2 separate regions of the Zea mays genome follow, and region 1 is linked to region 2. The links are chromatin contacts, called in public Hi-C maps. All regions are on one chromosome and are shown on one strand. Each heading gives the region's core, a stretch centred on a gene start, on an enhancer-like site or on the middle of the called end of the contact. The rest is flanking DNA. Distances are from core to core; before and after follow the strand shown.

Region 1 (7,070 bases), core at 3,533-6,032, 240 kb before region 2:
CTTTTGCCCAGACCAACGGGCGAAAGAGGCGGGCAGTCATGCAGGCGGCATGCAACCGCGCCAAGTGGACGCGCTTCTCCGACTCGCGACACGCCCAGCATGGAGGCCCAGGCCCACGCGTCACGCAACCGGCGCGCCGGATGCTGCATGCAAGCAACTGCACCGCCACTTGCGCCACCACCGCGCCTCCTCGATTGCGGAACCAATACCGCGACTCGAGGCGACCCAGCACACGACCCAGCAGCGCCAGCCTGACGCGGCGGTCAATGCGGCCAAAAGTGGGCCGGCAGTAATGACGGTGGCAGGCGGGCGGGAGCAGCGGTCACGTCGTCAGCCAAGCTCACGTCCCATCCGGGGGCAGCAAGAGAACCCCCTCTCACGGCGTGAAGACAACGCGCCCGTGATCCGTTCCTCGAACGGCTCGCGCACGCGCAACGGCCGCCCCGAGAACCACTCGCCCCGTCACATTAACTCCGCGGCGGGACAGGCGGCGCTTCTGGCAGGAGCAGCGGGCGACGCGTCGCCTTCGCCGTAATAACCGCGCCAAAAAAGGTACGTCGCGTCATTCGATTTCGTATCCTTTTCCTTTTCTCCTCTTTCTCTATCTCTTGCAGCAGGGACCGGGAAAGGGGGATACCCCGAAAAGGATCCTTCCCCGTGAAGGAACCAGGCTCCGAGCCTCCTTACTGATCAGAGGTTCGAAGGCTGGCCCCCCGAAGGGTTCAACAGCCGCCTCAGATCGCGTGGGCCCTACACCCACTACTGGTCAAAGGTTCGAAGGCCGGCCCCCCGAAGGGTTCCACGGCCGCCTCAGGATACTCGGGCTCCGCGCCCATTACTGATCAGGGGTTCGAAGGATGGCCCCCGAAGGGTTCACAGCCGCCTCAGACGCCGAGCGAGGGATGACCATGGGTATGTTCGATACATAACCAAGGCTCGGGTTGCGCTCCCGAGGTACCCTAGGACATTTCCGAGACCGGCGGGAGCGATCTTGTAACGGAATCCCATCAGAGGGAGGCATCGAGCCCTCGGACCCCGTCGCCAGGGGACCGGGTCCGGCAGATCACCCGCAGGTACTTTTGGGCATGCCTCTGGGCCCCTAGCCGACCCCTAACGAACGGGGCACGGACGTCCACTCGGATTACCCGCTTGCAGCTCACCGGAGACACCATGTTCGGCGCCCATCGAGGGCAACATGGCGCTTCCCCCCTCCTCCTTGCGAAAAGGCGACGCAGGGGCGTATGTAAAAAAACCGAGTCTGTCCCTGATCGCCCTCTCGCCCTGTGCAGAGGCTCGGGGGCTGCTCTCGCAAACCCGGCTTCGGCCGAACCGTTGACAGCGTCAACATACCAGCCCGAGAACTTGGGCCCCAACCGTACACCCGGGCTACGGCCAGTTCGCATGAGGGAACAACCAGACCAGCCGAAGCATTACGCAAGGCATTAAGACCTCGAAGGAGTGAAACCACTCCTCCGAGGCCTCGGGGGCTACACCCGGCGGGTGCGCTCGCGCGCACCCACCGGAACAAAATGCAACCGAGAAAGGCTGGTCCCCTTGCAAAAAAGTGCGACGAAAGCCTCTAAGCGAGTGCTAACACTCCCTTCGAGGCTTGGGGGCTACTGTCGGGGACCATAATTAGGGGTACCCTCAAGACTCCTAATTCTCAGCTGGTAACCCCCATCAGCATAAAGCTGCAAAGGCCTGATGGGTGCGATTAAGTCAGGGATCAGTCCATTCGAGTGACTCGATCATGCCTCGCCCGAGCCTAGCCTCGGACAAGGGCAGCCGACCCCGGAGGATTTCCGTCTCGCCCGAGGTCCCCCTCCAACGGCGGACATATCTCCGGCTCGCCCGAGGCCGTACCTTCGCTAAGAAGCAACCATGACTAAATCGCCGCACCGACCGACCAAATCGCAAGAGCATTTAACACAAAGGTGGCCTGACACCTTTATCCTGACGCACGCCAGCAGAGCCGAAGTGATCGCCGTCACTTCACCGCTCCACTGACTGGCCTCACAGAAGGACAGCGCCGCCTGCGCCACTCCGACTGCAGTGCCACTTGACAGAGTGAGACTAACAGGCAGTCAGGCCCTGCCAAAGGCACCATAGGAAGCTCCGCTTCGCCCGACCCAGGGCTCGGACTCGGGCTAGGTCCCGGAAGACGGCGAACTCCGCCCGACCCAGGGCTCGGACTCGGGCTAGGTCCCGGAAGACGGCGAACTCCGCTCCGCCCGACCCAGGGCTCGGACTCGGGCTCAGCCCCGGAAGACGGCGAACTCCGCTCCGCCCGACCCAGGGCTCGGACTCGGGCTAAGTCCCGGAAGACGGCGAACTCCGCTCCGCCCGACCAGAGCTCGGACTCGGGCTAAGTCCCGGAAGACGGCGAACTCCGCTCCGCCCGACCCTAGGGCTCGGACTCGGGCTCAGCCCCAGAAGACGACGAACTCCGCTCCGCCCGACCCCAGGGCTCGGACTCGAGCTCAGCCCCGGAAGACGGCGAACTCCGCTCCGCCCGACCCAGGGCTCGGACTCGGGCTAAGTATCGGAAGACGGCGAACTCCGCTCCGCCCGACCCAGGGCTCGGACTCGGGCTAAGTCCCGGAAGACGGCGAACTCCGCTCCGCCCGACCCTAGGGCTCGGACTCGGGCTCAGCCCCAGAAGACGACGAACTCCGCTCCGCCCGACCCCAGGGCTCGGACTCGGGCTCAGCCCCAGAAGACGACGAACTTCGCTTCGCCCGACCCCAGGGCTCGGACTCCGCCCTGGCCTCTGCCGAACGACCTCCGCCTCGCCCGACCCAGGGGCTCGGACTCGGCCTCGGCCATGGAAGACAGACTCGACCTCGGCTTCGGAGGAGCCTCCACATCGCCCAACCTAGGGCGCAGGCCAGCCACGTCAACAGGAAGCGCCATCATCACCCTACCCCGAGCTGACTCGGGCCGCAGAGAACAAGACCGGTGTCCCATCTGGCTAGCTCCGCCAGATAGGCAATGATGGCGCCCCGCATGCTCTGTGACGACGGCGGCTCTCAGCTCTCTTACGGAAGCAGGAGGACGTCAGCAAGGACTCAACCGCTCCGACAGCTGTCCCTCCGCCAGGCTCCATCGCTCCTCCGACGGCCACGACATCACACCAGCTGGGTGCCAAAATCTCTCCGGCTGCCACATCGGCATGTACTTAGGGCGCTAGCTCTCCCCCGCTAGACACGTAGCACTCTGCTACACCCCCCGTTGTACACCTGGATCCTCTCCTTACGCCTATAAAAGGAAGGACCAGGGCCCTCTTAGAGAGGGTTGGCCGCACGGGGACGAGGACGAGACAGGCGCTCTCTTGGGGCCGCTCGCTTCCCTCTCCCGCGTGGACGCTTGTAACCCCCTACTGCAAGCGCTCCCGACCTGGGCGCGGGACGAACACGAAGGCCGCGGGATTCCCACCTCTCTCACGCCGGTCTCCGGCCGCCTCGCTCCTTCCCCCTTCGCGCTCGCCCTCGCGCTCGACCCATCTGGGCTAGCCAGATTATAAATAATTACAAATTTAATAGATTATAAATAATTACGGGAAGTGGGATAAATGTCAAAATAATTCATAAAAAATACCATCTACAGCCACTCGACATATTTAATAGATTATAAATAATTACAAATTCATGTAATGGCACATATGAAAAAGATTTATTGTCTTTTAATGTTGGTGGGCCGACGGAACGTGCTGGTTGGCGCGAGCATCGCCCGCGTTCGTGCCGTCGTTGGCGCGTCCATCTTGGCAGGAAGCAGTGAGCGGCAGCAAGTTTATCGGTGAAAGTATATATTCATTTCCCTTGGGCCGAACTTAACCAACTGCATTTTCCATTAAGAAGTGAACGATCCCCCGGCGCCGGCCGACTGCTAATTAAAACCTGCCGACCGCGTCCGACGAGGGGCACAGGGCAGCGCCAGTATTTCGTCGGACGGCGCGGCACGAGCAGAGGAGGAGCAGCCACACAGCGCCACCGTCAAAGGCCGGACCGGGACGGTGGGGCAGCGGGGGCGGCATAAAAAAAAGCTGCCGCCACGGCCCGCGAGGTCCTTTTTGGCTTGTGATCTATGAACCGGCGCGAGCTGTTTGTTACGTAGCTCATCGCGCAACTTGGCCAAGATGCTGTGGACGTGATGCAATGGTCGGCGCTCATCAGGCTCAGCAGAAGGCCCATCCAACTAGTATCTCTGAAGTAAACGCCTGTGTGGTATACTATTGGCGACACGAAATGTCAAAAATGCAAGTTAGCTGACGCGCATACGCTTTTTTAGCCGGAGACGGGAGAGGTCCGCCGACTTCTGACTAAACTAGGTTGAAATTCAGAGGTCACGATTGCGTTCCATTGTTGACTGCAATAGGAGTACTGATTAAAGAAATTTCACGTGCAAGTTCTACGGCTGCAAAGAGCTGGATGCGCGCGTATTGGAAGGAGAACCACCGAAGGAGCGAGCGAGTAGCCAGTAATCCAGTATAAGCGTTCTGGTGGTGCACATGCTGATGGGCGTGCGTGGGCCTTCCACAAGTCAAAGCACGGACGATACAGTGCGTGCGTGCGTGCTACAACCATGAGATTTTTTTTTTTAATTACATGGACAGGAGGCCTGGCCAGACGACCGTGGCCTGTACATTTTGCCGCCAATGCCAATGATATCACATCTCGCACGTTCGCACGCCTAGAAACCTGGAGCAGCAGCACGGCATGGCGATCAGTCACATGCGGTTCCTTTCCTCGCTCGCTCACCCCAGGGCCCAGGCCCAGATGGATGGCCGATGGCGGCGAGCGAAAAGGCCCCGTCCACGCAGAAAACCACCCGACAATTCCACAGCTTTCTCCGGAGCCACCAAACCAAATGGTAGCTGACGCGGTGCCGGTGCAGGTCACGTACGGCAGAAAAAAAATCCAACTTATGGCTCTGGATGGCCCGCCGCCGTCTGTGCCGGACCAAGAGCTGTGACGGGCTGAATGCGACCACGCCATGGCCGGGCGATATTTATCGTAGCTCACACACACACACACACGTTCAAGTTAGCTAGCTAGTGCCAAACCACCTTCGTGTTTTATTTATACTGGCAAGTCGATCGTGTTTTAAGAGCAAATGATGATATGCCTCGGCGTCAGCAGATATACAATGGCGTCTGCGTCTCCACCCCTCGCCAGATTAGTTAGACGTAGCTGTCCTAATTAGCTCATCATCATCGTTCTAAATTCCAAGGGCCCCTCTCCCTCTCCATCCATCAACGCCACTACCTTCTCTCTAGCTCGCCTCAGAATAACATTCTGATGATGGATCCATCCATCTCACGGGGACGGCTTCAGCGCTAGCTAGCATACATATGACGTTCCAAAGAGAGCACACACACGCCATGGGCGAAACAGTACTGCTTCTTCTAAAGGCCCGGGTGGTTGCTGTTGATGCCGCTACTAGATGGTTCGAGAACATTAACTAAGTTTGGAAAGGCCTGGAGCGGCTAATGATGACCAGGTTGTTTATACTACTACTACTACTAGCCTCGTTGATCTCGTCATCAGCAGAAAAAATAAACGGGCAACTGCCAACTGGCCGTAAGAGATTTTCAGGAGCGCCGCCCATGGAGAGGTTGTTTGACCTGCAACATGCATGTGTTGGATATACGCCCACTTGGAGGAGAACCCAAGAAAAGATCTGGCCGAGGTCGCGCTCGCGCTTGCTATAGCTTACCCAAATAAAATAAGATGGCAAGCGGTGGAAACTTGAGAGAGCTCGTCCGGATAAAATCGTAATTCGGCGCTACAAGGCGTTCTAAAACTTGGCGCGCCCGTAGATGTATGCCAAGTTTGAAACATACACTTCTGAATGAGTTTGAAACATGCATACTGCCTATACATATAACTGAAAAACAGCGCTATACTGAATTAGTATGAAAATAAGACTAGCAAAATAGGAGTACCTTATTGGATGCATTCTAACTAATAAAGCAACCTTAATTAAACTTGACCTTGACAAACTGCACCAAAATTGGGTGCCCAACGAAAACCACTTTATTCCAGGCGGGCTTCTCATGTTTTGCTTCTCTCTTTTACAAGCTGAATTCGTCAAAGCCACACAGAAAAACCCTCGGCGCTGCTATCATTAATTAATATAGCTAGGTGTAGCTTCTTTTACCGTACCGGTTCCATAGTTTTTAACTTAGCTTTTCTGCAGCAGGAATATTTCGTTGCAAGTTTTCCCCACTTTTCAACTTGGTCGGCGCCTTAACAAATCTTCAACCGCCTATCCTCGAATAAAAGAAGAGATATTCACCTTATCGTGAGCCCACATGGTTTCCACGATGCTCACGGTAGATCGCGATCGTCTCTTCCCCGCTGGGGGAACAGCCACCCAAAAGGATCATCACCACATCACTTTCTCTAAAGAATTCTAGCTTTTTTTTTATCGAAATCCCATCAGCAAGCAGGTGTAAAGGTGATGCTTGGGCTTCGGCTAGTGGTAAAGAACAGATCATTTACCTGTCTGTTGACATGTACATGTAATTGTCTTACAAAATATTTTTTTGTATTGTAGACTCTACTAATATTAGAGTAAAGTTTGAATATAGAGATGGAGATAGGTAAGCTGTTGGATAGAGATAGAACCTAAGAGCATCTTCAAGAGACTCTTTATTTTTTACTCTCTAATTGACTCTTTATTTGTCTTTCTATAAAGATTAAACTATATATATAACATCTCATTCCAACAGACTCTTCAAAATACAAGCTAACTTGGCTAGCAAGAGTTGCTAGCCAAATTTGGCTAGCTTGGAAGTCAATTTAGAGAGCCGGATAGCTCGACAAGTTAAATGACTAACCTGTTGGAAAACAATTTTGCTATTAAGTAGCTAAAATTTAGCTTGACAAGCTATTTAGCTAGTCTTTTGGAGATGCTCTAAAAGCATGTTATGTTTACTATACAATTTCCCTTTCCGGTAAGAACTAAAGCGTTCACACCTTTAATTTAACCTAACGATGGGGGTACCTGCATTCATGTTTTTTTTCTCTTCTACCTACGCTTTCTCTATTCGAAATGTGAGGTTATGA
Region 2 (7,014 bases), core at 3,791-6,290:
ACCCCCGTCGGTCGTGGAAGTCGGACGAGGGGCCGCCGGGACGGCAGGTGGGGGGCGGGTGGGAGCCCGGGTCGACGGAGGGCGGGTGGCCTGGCCCCCTGAAGGCGGCGGACCGCTGGTAGGAGTGGTGTAGAGGGCCGAGGCAGGAGTGGGTGCCTCATTCGCCATGGTAAGCTCCTCGAGGAGAAGCTCGTTCCGCACGACGTGGAAGGTGGGGAAGGGCACGCTCCTCTTGATGAGAGCCTTCAGGTGGCCGTAGCGGGGGCTGAGGCCACGCAGGAGGTTCAGCACCAGGGTGCGATCGGCAACGGGCTCGCCGAGATCGCGGAGAGAGTCAGCCAGGCCCTTCATCTGGCGGCAGTATTCGCCCACGGAGAGGCCCTCCTGAGAGAACAGGTGGAACTGGGCGTCGAGGTGGAGTGCCCGAGCATCTCGATTCCCGAAGAACTGGTCCTCGAGAGCGAGCCACGCCTGGCGCGCAGTGTCCGCCTGGTCGCGGATGATGTCCTGTAGCTCGACGGTGATGGTGTCGTGGAGCCACGAGAGGACAACACTGTCCATGAGGCACCAGGAGCGAGGCGACGGAGTGTCATGGTCGATGAGGACGTGGTCGTCGAGGACGAACCGCCGCAGTGTGAGAAGGACCTGTCCTCGCCAACGGGAGTAGTGGGGAGACGCCGGATCCAACACCACGGACACGAGGGCCCGGATGTTGTGCAGGCCGACTGCTTGAGCGTGGAGAGCAGCGATGAGGTCGGCGTCGAGGTCAGAGGCGTGGGGGTCCTCTGGGGGCTCCGCATCGGCGAGAGTCGGGTGGCCGAGGAGACGCTGCGTGGTGGCCATCTGGGTGGCCAGAGCAGCGCCCAGGGCACGCTCACGCTCCAGGGCGAGGGAGGCAGCGCGCTCGCGCTCCCGCGAGGCCATCACAGCGGCCTGGATCGAGGCGAGGGTGCTGACGAGCGGGGGGTCGGTGGTGGGGATGGTGGAGGGCGCGACACGATGACTCCAGGTGGGTGAAGCGAAGGCGGGGAAGCCCGGCGGGGAGGTGCGATGCAGGGGCAGCGGGGAGGAGGCGTGGAGCGGACCGAGGCCGATGATGTAAGGGGCCCCTCCATGGGCGGGCTCGCTGCCGATCGCAGCGGGGGCGATAGTGCCAGTGGCGGCAGTGGTGCTGTCGTCCATGTCGGCGGAGACGCAGGGGCAGGGGCGCAGCCTGGCCAGGCGCCTGGTCGAGGAGGTGCAGGGACGTCGGGCGCCGCTCCCTGCGGGCCTGGTGCCTGGTCGAGGTGGGACGTCGGGCGCCGCTCCCAGGGGGAAGGCCGGCGGCGGCGGACGCGCGGGGGCAGAGGCCCTGGGCGCGACGAGCGCGCAGGGGAGGAAGACCGGCGGCCGAGGGAGGCCGCCGGCGGCGTCCGGGGTCGGGTCCGGCGGCGGCGAACGCGCAGGGGCAGGGGCCCTGGGCGCGACGAGCACGCAGGGGAGGGGCGTCGGGAGGCGCGTCGGGGAAGAGGGAGGCCGGCGACGGGCGCGTAGGGGCAGAGGGGCGCTCCGCGCCTGGGCAGGGGACCGGCGGTGGAGCCGACGGCTGGGAGGGATAGGGAGGCCGGCGGCTGGGAAGCCGGCGGCTGGGAGGGAGAGGGAGGCCGGCGGCTGGGGTGCCGGCGGCTGGAGAGGAGGGCCGGCGGCTGGAAAACTAACCCTAGCTCTATGATACCATGTTGGAATGTGTACCCATACCTTAACCAGGGATGGGGAGTAGTATTAATAGAGAAGTAACTGGGCCAGGCCCATTACAGTGAGGGGTAAGACGGTAATTACAACCCAAACCCTAGACTAGACGGGTAGTCTAACATATAGCACGAAAGTTGGACTGATTTAACAGCAAGCAGACCAATTTGAAACCCTAATTTACAAAATCTATCACCCAAAGTTCGACCGATTTATATAAAACTACTATTAAATTCGACCAGTCTCAACGGAACTAGGGAATGATATAATATAAATTGCAATGGCAAAAGCATAATGAGATGAAAAATAAGTTTCACGTCAACAAAATTTAAACCCTATACAAACTTTGTAACACACAAGAAATAAAACCTCAATTAGGACTGGACTTAGAGGTCATGCAGCATAAAGGCCAACATTTTAACAACAAAAGTCCATATTAGAACGACGAAAATCAATTAGGGTGTTTGGTTCCCATCTCCTAAAAATTTAGTCAACTTTAGTCCTTAAATACCAATCGAAGTGACTAAAATAGGTCTTCCAAATAGAATTTCTAGAGACTAAACTTTAGTCTCTAAAGTTTAAGAGGATGACCAAAGAAACCAATCATCCCCTTTAATACAACATTGGCAGCACAACTAGGTTAATGAAATAAACTATGCACACATAAGTAATATCCGAGAAACCATGAGACAAACTGAATCAGTAAGATTTTATCTGTCCTGGTCACATGGAAATTGCAACCATCCAATCGATCCAATTCTCAAACTCATAGTAATCAACCGTTACAATGATGGTCAGAATCTCAACATAAACCAAGGCACCAGAATGCAGATGCATCTTCAGAATACATGACAGTCAAATATATAAGCACAATTCAAGTATGGTCGACCTAACAGTGTTCAAACATAGTTTGGAAAGACGTAAAATCTAGTAAACAAGACACCATCACCAGTCCAAGCCTCTGAAAAATGTGTCGCTGAGGCCCATCACCCTGAAAGGTCTTTGGTAAATCAGATGAGAAGCTTCTCAATCGAGTCCTGCAATTTCATTAAATTTGTTTAATCCACAGAGATATGCATACAAGAACATGATAAGACTGACTATTAAACAGCATATAAATATTACAGAATCATAATATTCATATATAAAAATAGCAACATATCAAGTATTAACAACTACTACAAGACAGGACATTAAGGGTGTGTTTGGTTGCGGGACAGCCAGGACAGGGACGTCCCCTGGCGTTCTCTCTCGTCCCTCCAATTTTGAGGGATAACTGGGGACAACACTGGGATAGTCCTGTCCCAACCCCTGACCCTGAACCAAACAACCCTATTTGAGGAATCGTCTCGTCTCATCCCGTCCTGTCATTGCAACCAAACGCACCCTAAGTACCTTGAGACCCTGTATCTGTTGTTTCAGCTGGCTACCCTCATTGCTGGTCACTGAGCAAGCAATGACAGGCCTTGTCACACCACAAGCACGGCCAAGAGCTTGTTTCGATGGAACAAATACATATGGCACGTTCTGCAAATAGCATAGAATAAATTTATTAGCCAATGGTGATGTTGCCTGAAGGATTTGAAAACATAGAAATGCTTGTGTGTTTGATGCATCCTCCCCTAACATCAACGCTCTTTTGCAGAAGATTCATGGGGATGCTAGCTTATGGGGTATTTCTGGAGCTTCTGCTCTTAGAAGGTTGTGGGTGTAGCTTGGGAAGTATGGTTATGTGTGGCTGCCTTTTGAGGCGCTTGTAATCAGTCTATATTAGACCTTTCTTTCTTCTTAATATAATGATACACAGTTCTCCTGCGTGTTCGAAAAAAAATGGTGAATGTTGCCATATTCATTGAGAAGTCTACTAACAGAAGTGATGTATACAGGTGGTTCATGTCATCAACCAAGCAGAATAAAGAGAGCACAAAAAAAAGGACGTAGAACTAATAAACACAAGCTAAATCAGCTAACAGGAGTGCACTGCCAGGCTGAATTGTCACTACATGTCTGTTACATAACGAAATATAACCTGCTAGCGCTAAATTCACAAGAAATTCAACTCCTAGGCATTGAGGGTTCATACCCCTCTCATTTTTTTAAAAAAAAGGTATGTTTCATTTTGTTATGGCAGAATTTAACCAGCAATTACTCTATAAATATATTATTGTGTTGTCAAAAAGTATAAACATAAGAAAGAGGTTTTGAATATGAATCTAATGATACCAACCTTGCAGCACAAGAATTATATACTAATGGAAAAATTGTTGATTGAAGGGAATGCAAATTGAGCAATATATTTTCAAACGCAGGGAGTACCATTTACAGTTAATTAAATAAGAAATTAACTAAGAAACACAGTTGAAGTAATTATTTTTTTGTCAGAGTCACACACAATGAGTATCTGACAACAATGTTGCAAGCATCCATAACTCAAAAGATTGGCTTCATTGCATTCGAAGCAACTAAGAAATCCTCTATAACTTAAGCAGTTAACAAAGGACCGTTCATTCTCACTAACAATACAACAAAGGGCAAAAACAAAACAATAATCACACACAGCACTAGTGTACGTGAAACAAAGGGCAAATTATAAGCACCTTATCCTCAGCTAGCAAGGGGAGGTGGAGGAGGATCTCGAGCGGCTCCGTGTCCGCCGCCATCACTACGAACTCCGATATCCCCCTGTTCAGGGTCTTCGTCGCTACGCCAAACACAAAAGACTCGAGTTGAGTAAGAAAGGCCCAGAATTAACAGAGTACAGGTCAGGAGACGTGCACAAGGGATTGGCACGGTACCTTCGTTAGCTCCCTTCTTGAGCTGCTTGTAGTTGGCGGCCTGCTGGATGATATCGATGATACCTATCGTCAGCTGCGCATCAGCCAGCGGGTACGCCTTCGGGTTCACCGCCGACTCCATAGCAGGGGCGGATCTAGTAAAGGGACCCGATAATTTTTTGCAAAAAGTTAGAAGTAGCCAAATAACTTGAGGTTGAGAGTTCGAGAATTCAGTTTTGCGCAGCGGACAGGAAAGAGAAGGGGCTGGGAATACCTGGGGCGCTCTTCGCCGGCAACAATATGAGCTAAGGACGGCGGCGGCGGCAGCCTAGAAGGGTTATTCGTCCTAGGCGGATGCTGAGGCCGGTGGCTGTGGCGTCCCGCGTCCTGGCTTAGTCGCGGGTTCTCGCGGCCGGAGTCCCGTGTGTGGGAGGCGGACGCTTCGGTTAGGTTAGGGTTAATTCACAGTATATTTATTCGCTTGGCTGTAGCTGAGCCCTTCTCATTCCATGTATATGCGCGGTGTTGCCGCGCTCTTGTCTGAGTTGGGCCAGTCCGCATACATGAGTTTATACTAAGAAGACTATCAATGTGGGATCTGGGATCAACCCATTTACCTGCGCTACATCATGGATAGAAATGATTGTAATTTGTATACACATTGATGTAAATAATGTGTATAAGATTGTTCTATTTGAAGAAGAAGATATAATCCTGACAAATCTAACCACGTTGCACTAAAAGCTGAGAACACAACTACTTAGGGCATGTTTGGATCCCTTGAGCTAGAGCAAGTTTCGTCACTCTAGAAGCTAAATATTGAAACAGAAAGAGTTAAAAATGACTAAAAGAATATCTTTTACCATTTTAGTTACTTTTAGCTCTTTATGTTTGGATTTTTAGCTCACAAAGTGGCTAAATTAGTTCATGGGATTCAAATAGGCCTTTAATTTGTTGCATTGACAGTGAAGCATGTGATTTTATGTAAGAGGTACTGATAGTTTTGGAGCAAGGAAAAGCTGAAGCATTGGTTCAAGGTGTGTCTGTGTCTGCAAATGAGAAGAAAAATAAACGGAATTTTATTATGTGAGGTTTTGTACCGTCATTTCTGAGATTGCAAGTGCACCTTCTTACCAGGGAAAAATAGGATTGACTCAACTTTTTGTGGTGTATTGAACAGAGGGCACGTGTGCATCTTGGTTGTTAGAATCACATAGTGACATAGAGATGCATCAACAGAGATAGGTAGGTAGTAGGACAGAGACGATAACCAAGAAGACAGTAGCACCAGGAAAAGATACAAAAAAATCAAGGGACCATCAGTTTGAAGTACAGTCAAAAAATTAAAAAGGAAAGGGTAAATCAGTAGTGTGCGTGCTCTATGTTGCTAGTTTTGCTTTTTTGTAGCAAGATGACCCTGAATTACTCATCATTTTGTGTAATTGCAACGGTGTACTTTGAATTTTTTTTGTAGGTGAGTAAGCTTGAGGGATGAGTTTGCTTGGAGCTCATATTCCAAAACCAATTGGAAGTAAAAGAGTGTTTGCGCCAGTTTGCATCTCTTTGCGTTAAGCTGCAGCCAGCTGTGTATGCAGAGTATTGATCTGTAGAAGAAGACAAATCTTGGTGCTGCAGAGTATTGGATTCAAGAAACCATCTGCTCCGTGGATTACGTGTTTTCAGGCACCTGTGTATGTTCTGGCGGCGCTTCTCGTCACGGCCGTAGCATTGTTTACTGAACTGCTTCATTGATGCAGTAGTGCAACAGCAGTAGTAGTAGTAGCATTGTTCATGAGAAAAACAGGCATAGATTCAGATTCAGTGACACGTTTATCTCTCCCCCCAATGCTAAGGCGGACGCCAAACACTGGTCACCGTTACTGGTTTTACAATATGCCCTGCTAGCTGCCTTTGCATTTAGATGAAGTGTCTTACTTTAAGCCTTTAGCCATGACAATGGCAACGGAATTCTGCCTCTTTATGTTTCTTACTGCACTGCACAGTAGAAATGGATACATGGCCAGGTTGAGGTGCATACGAGGTCCTGAGCCACCAGCTACAGATGTTGATTGCCTCTGCTATGAAATGAGATGGTTTAGCATTGTACAACATCCGTTCTCGAATATTTATCGTCCCTAGTTCATTTTTAAACTAAATGGCGACAAATAAAAAAACGGAAAGAGTATAATATTTATGTCTTTACCTTCCACTTAACCATATTCACTTGGGCCTTTATCTTCCAATCTGATTGTTCCATTTGTTTGGACAGGTTTGGGTGATTAATCGGTGATGCTTAGCATATGTTGAGGTTTCTTATTTTGAAATGATATGCTTAGTTCTAAAGTGATGTTTCTTCGCAACACATATGTTCTGTTTCTTCTTAGCGCATGTGTTGAAGATGTCAGTCTATCAAGATTGTTCTATGTTTCTTGATTGTCTTATTTTGGTAGCAAGACTGCCAGATTGTCTCGGCAGCATGCTATCCTATGGTAGAAAGAATGATGGACTGTCA

Evidence for each region. Hi-C and Micro-C count contacts between places; a contact is called where the count stands out from the background.
Region 1: a contact with region 2 is called in a Hi-C map of leaf, with 6 times the contacts expected there. The contact joins the enhancer-like site here to the promoter of LOC100282785 in region 2. A contact is called at or near these places in 2 of 25 Hi-C or Micro-C datasets (leaf and tassel).

Annotation. Positions count from the first base shown.
Region 1 is chr1:32,733,958-32,741,027 of Zm-B73-REFERENCE-NAM-5.0, reverse strand. No RefSeq gene overlaps it. Among protein-coding and RNA genes, the nearest start is that of LOC100275469, 8.0 kb to the right of the region's middle. Within about 2 kb of position 4,782, at least 18 of the 20 cell types and tissues checked have an H3K27ac peak or open chromatin away from gene starts, as enhancers often do. A contact at or near this core is called in leaf and tassel, where this site is marked.
Region 2 is chr1:32,497,267-32,504,280 of Zm-B73-REFERENCE-NAM-5.0, reverse strand. LOC100282785 reads right to left here and starts at 5,040. Exons shown (of 5, transcript NM_001155691.2): 1 at 4,777-5,040; 2 at 4,524-4,657; 3 at 4,326-4,429; 4 at 3,124-3,255; 5 at 2,445-2,765. The coding sequence starts at 4,644. The coding sequence ends at 2,739.